Linked DNA regions of Sus scrofa: region 2 is linked to region 1. A link is a contact called in public Hi-C data. All regions are on one chromosome and are shown on one strand. Each heading gives the region's core, a stretch centred on a gene start, on an enhancer-like site or on the middle of the called end of the contact. The rest is flanking DNA. Distances are from core to core; before and after follow the strand shown.

Evidence for each region. Hi-C and Micro-C count contacts between places; a contact is called where the count stands out from the background.
Region 2: a Hi-C map of embryonic fibroblasts shows a contact between it and region 1, with 2.5 times the contacts expected there. The contact joins two enhancer-like sites. A contact is called at or near these places in 2 of 47 Hi-C or Micro-C datasets (embryonic fibroblasts and fetal heart ventricle).

What each region holds. Positions count from the first base shown.
Region 1 is chr3:70,928,223-70,930,843 of Sscrofa11.1, forward strand. No RefSeq gene overlaps it. Among named protein-coding and RNA genes, the nearest start is that of DYSF, 310 kb to the right of the region's middle. Within about 2 kb of position 1,314, at least 8 of the 83 cell types and tissues checked have an H3K27ac peak or open chromatin away from gene starts, as enhancers often do. A contact at or near this core is called in embryonic fibroblasts, where this site is marked.
Region 2 is chr3:71,072,492-71,075,112 of Sscrofa11.1, forward strand. The region is part of intron 42 of DYSF (dysferlin); the gene reads right to left. Among named protein-coding and RNA genes, the nearest start is that of DYSF, 160 kb to the right of the region's middle. Within about 2 kb of position 1,285, at least 6 of the 83 cell types and tissues checked have an H3K27ac peak or open chromatin away from gene starts, as enhancers often do. A contact at or near this core is called in embryonic fibroblasts, where this site is marked.

The DNA.
Region 1 (2,621 bases), core at 64-2,563:
TCCTCCCCGCGGCCGCGCAGGCAAGCGCCGCGGGACAGGGACGAGGAAGGATTTATGTCTCCTGCCTCCCACCCCAGCGGCGGGCCGTCGGGAAGGCGGCGGAAGGTGACTTTCACCTTCAGAGGCAGCGGGACGGGGGCAGAGCAACCTGCATTTCCATCCGCGGTGGGCGACCGGGCGGGTGAGGGGTGTGGCGGACCGGGGCTTCCAGCCCGGGCCCTGCCCTGCCCTTCTCACCTTGGGCTCTGCAGGGGGCGGCCTTTGGGCCTAACACGGCCCCCTTCACCCAGCCCCCGAACCCCAACTGTCACCTTCTTCCTTAGGGTTCTATCTGTGTCTGGCCGATTCCTCGGGACTTGACAAGGGTCAGCACTGGGAAGACTGGAGGAAAGTGGGTTGGTCGGGCTGCCTTTCCTTCAATGATCAGCGCTTTCCTGAGGTCTCACTCCCTCTCAGGCTGGAAAGGGGAAGAACAGTACCTGATGATCTCTTTGGGGGAGGCCAGAAAGCAGAGGTGGAGCTCCCTCCTCTTCACCTGGCTGAAAGGTGCCTTCTCTCCCTTCCAACCGCCCCCTCCTACAGCCAGGCCAGCAGGTAGAAGTCCAGGTGGGGTGGGGGGTGCAGGAGGGACACAGGGAACTGCACCCCTTACTCACTTGAAGCCAGGCTGAAAGCCACGTGTCACTGGTAAATTGCAGTTCGGAAAGGTAACCCTGCTTCTCCAGTGACTCACCAGAGTCTCTCAGAAATGACTCATGCGTCCCCCAACCAGGAAGTCCTACTGTGTGTCCTGGCTGAGGCATGAAAGACAGAAGGCTCAGAAGCCAAATGCTCCATGGGGGGTTAGTGGGACCACTCAGACCCCAGCTCTGAAGGCCTCTGCCTCCCAGTCCACCTCAGCCTCTCCATCAATAAAGTTTACGTGTCCTGTTCTCAGAATTAAAGTTTAGGTGTTCCTGGCCAGAAGGGCCCTCAGGTAAAGAAAGGCTCCTTTTCAGGATGTAAACACATAAATCGAAAGGCCGGTTCCGTTGAATTATTTGTCTACTGAGCTCTGTGTTTGGAGCTCAGGCTGTCTCCCTTGAGTTCATTTTAAGCAAATGGGCCCCCGCCTTCTGCATGTCTGGGCCAGAGTGAGCAGCACAGGGTCCTGCCCCTTAAGGAGATGCTTCTCTGACCAAAGGCTTCACCTCAGAAACCCAGAGACATTTCAGATCGTGCCAGGGTCTTCTGACTTTGTCTCTAGCTTCTCAGCCTCTCCTTGCTGTAAACAGCAAGACTCTGGCCCTGTTTCCTGAGGATCCCAGCTATTCTATGCCTCTGTCTCCCTCCAAAGACCAAATCCAGTTACCACAAGTGCTGCTGCCTCCAGCCCATCTTCGTGCCACTGGGTTCTTTCCAAAAACCAGACTTTGAATTTAAGTACGCTTCTCTATGACTCAATACAAATACCAAACTCTGAAGACATTTCCCCTGGTTGGGATCTGAGCTAGAGATTGGTACCCAAGTTCTCAGAGATTCAAAGGAGTGGGTGATGGAGGGAAGGGGAAGCCACCAGAGCAAGGGAAAGGGGTGGGGGTGAGGAGGAGAGGTCAACACACACAGGACCCCCCTGACAAACACACTCACCTCTTTTTTCGACTTCACCTGTTCAGCATGCTTTTTGTTGAGAATTGGTGGGTCAAACAGAATCACTGAGAGTCAGCGTGCAGTTTGCGTGCTGCCCAAGGCTCCGTGTCTAGGGAAGAATAGCATCAGAATGCAGCTCCCTGCATCCTGGCCGGGGCTGCATCTACCTGGAAATGGGGCCCTTTTACCTAATTCACGCAAAGACATGTATAGACCAACAGGAGTCCTGATGCCACTCACTGCGAAAACACAGCTACATCCATTACGTCATTTAATCTCAACAAAAGAAGATATGGTATCCCCATTTTCCGGGTGAGCACGTGGAAGCATGGCAAGGTTCAAGAACTTGCCCAAAGTCGCAGGGCCAATAACCAAAGGAGGGGAGACTCAAACAGCCCCAAACCCAGTCTCCCTTCTCAGCTTCCTCTCCACTTGCACGCTCACCTCTAATGCTCCCTTTCCTTGGGCTGCTGTAACCCACGTGACCTCAGCCCTCATTGAAGACGACTCACGAACCATGCGTTGACAAATGGCAGAACGACCAGTACTGGCACACATTGCTGGAGGGAACGTGACCTGGGACAACAGTTTGAAAAACTATCTGTAAGTTTGTTCCAGAGTTAACTCTATACCTACTCTATGATTCAGCCATTCCACTCCTAGACATATGCCCGAGAGAAATGAAACAGCGTGTCTATATAAAGACTCTTGCATGAATGGGGCTGGGCAGAAAGGAAGGGAGGGCTAAGCCAGGACAGGAGGGCCAGGGGAGATCAGCCCACCCCTGGGCTGCCTCACTTTGCTCCAGTCCTCCTCAATCCAAGTCAAAAGCTACTGGGAACTCCAGGCCATCATTGTGGGGGCCAAGCCACAGGGGGTCTAGGCAGTGCTCAGGGGGCCTGTTAGTGACTGCGCCCCAACTCTGACCTTTCCATTGATGCAAGGTGGGGTCCCTGCTAGTGGGAAGAGCTGGGCTGGGCTGGTCTAGGAGA
Region 2 (2,621 bases), core at 35-2,534, 140 kb after region 1:
ACCAGCAGAGATGGAGGGGAAGGAAGACCTTTAACCAAAACGCAGAATTGCTTCCAAAAGCCCCAATGAATAAATGTGCCTGAAATCTGGCAAAGGCAAGCAGATGGTGAGCAGAGAAGGGTCAGGGTCTGACAATTTGACTATTGGCCTATTCCAGATGGAGGACCCAAGTGGAGGGGGGGGTAGGGGGGGAAACGCCTGTGGGGAATCTCTTTCCAAACTCAGGAGCCTACGTATGTACATGGACCGCTGACTTGGTCCTCCAAGGACAGCCTGACCACCTAACCTATATAACCCATGTAGAAAGCCCGGTTAAATGGAATCTATCCAGGAGGGTGCATGAAAGAAGATCCCATCAGAGTTTTCAAGAAAACCATGAGACATCACTAATTCAGAATTTGTGATGATTCCAATAGGGCCTGGGCAAAAGCTTGCCTTACCTTCATTCTGCTTATGTAGACAGTTTTGCTTTAACACAGGTTCCAACCATCTACTTAAGAGAAAAACTATTTTTGAAGGCCTTCCCAGGACTGCAGAAGCATTCATCAAACTACAGACACTAATCGTAGCTATCTTAAATTCAATTTTAAAAGTATTTGGGGGGCGCCTACTATATGCCAAAGTCAACCTACTTTCTAGTCACTATGTGCGTTTTCATACACAAGACCATAGTGCTTTGCAAATATTCTATATTTTGAACTTGCTGCTAATTCGGGCTGGTTTCCCATGCCTTGGTGAGTGTGAGAGAGGCGCTCACATCACTGGGCAGGTTGATAGGCTCCAGTGAGCATCCTCAGAGGAACCTGTACTCCGCAGTGAGCTCTGAACCAGGTTCCAAGCATTGTTTGGACCCAGGCTGGAGAGGAGGAGGGATGGGGCGAGTGACGAGAAGGGACCAACAGGGGTAGCAAGGCATTAATCAGACCTCGGAGAGAACTTCCTGTCCCAGAGGTTTCCAAGAAAGCCGAGAAATTCCCTCTGGGAAGAGATGAAGCTTCTTCCTCTGGGTAGGAAACCAGGTCCCTTGTGGACCAGGAGAAAGACCTCTTGGGAAGAGGGGTATACAGGGTGAGAACTTCCCCGAGGGGTGTACCCCCCTCTCCCGAAGTACGGGCTGGTAAGGCGGGGGGCTGGGGCCTCTTCCTCCCTGATGAGGCCCTGGAGTTCGCCAGACAAATCTCACCCTGGGCTGTCCCCCCTGCATTGCACATCAGGGCGGGGGCGGGGGGGTGCACCCCCGAGGAGACCACAGGAATGCCAAGCAGGGGAAAGGCGCCCGGAGCCAAGGGCTCCGGCAACGAGGATCCAATATCGGCGGGTGACTCCAGCCCCCGTAACAGGAGAGACCGTAAAGTATGTGCTCTGCTTCCCAACCAGCAAACACAGCAAATAACCAATTACTCCAAATAGCTAACAGATTTCAGCTCTGATTTCCCTCCCCTTCCTCCCCAGTGCCTTCACTTGTCATTTGATGGGCGATTTGTATTTGCTCTGAGAAAATGAGAGAAGGAATGACTCACAAAGGAAGGTCCGGATTACACACAGTGACAGGCATCAAACCTCCCTAATCAGAACTAATGGGAGCGGGGGGAGGCCAGGCTGTACTGGCAACACATCTGAACCGGAGATATTTTTAAAGAAGTACAGTTCTGTTCCTTTCAAGCACATACAGTAATTCTTGCTGAACCAAGAGTGCCAAATGCATGTCCTCAGGAAACCTACTTTAAGGAGAAGATAAGCATCGTCCTAATTAGCACATCAGACAGATACAAAAAAAGTACAGGTAAAAACCCATTCCTGTCATTAAAGTTCAAATACACCCCCTCAAACGCTGGAGGTCAGAGAGGCAAGCATGTTGCGCTGAGACAAACCGCCTTGGATGGGATGCCTTCTGGAAATGCTTCCTTACTGGGGAGCCACACCCTGTAATTGATTCCTTTGCTCAGAAAACCTTTGCTTCAAAGTCTTCAGATAAATTGTTGTTAGTACCCATGAGCGGCAATGAAGCATTCCCCCCAAAACTTGGAATTAAGGGAAATAGGGCTGCCCTTGGAGAACCAGAGCATGAAATCAATGCAGAGGGGATCAGCGCAAGGAGAGGCAGTCACCTCAAAGCGAAAGGTGGCTTCTACACTCAGCCTTAGCCGTTAAGTGGGTAACTGCACTAATACATCTAGAGAAAGACTCTATCGGGGGTGGGGGTGGGGAGAGGAACCAATCCGTCTTGGAAATACAGGCCAGGAGGGGTTAGAGCTGACCATTCAAGGGGAGGGTCTCGGGCATAGGGACAAAAGCCGTCCCTACATTTGGGCACGGATATATCAGTCTCCTTTAGAGGGCTATCACTCAGTGTCAAATCCCAGAACTCTCTCCCCTTGTTCTGATTCTTCACTCATCTCTAATCACAATTTGGCTCCCTGATTGCTGAGCCTAGAGAGAGAGACCACAGGCTGGACCACCATCCAAGGTCACATCCCCCAGGCAGAAGTCTTTCTCACTGTAAATTCATAAACTGGAAACCTTGGTTTAGAATCTCGAATAACGTGCATCTAGCCCTAAGAAAGTTGACCCATCAGGTTCTGAACTCAACAAGGTTGAAGGTCATTCCAGCCAAGACTGTA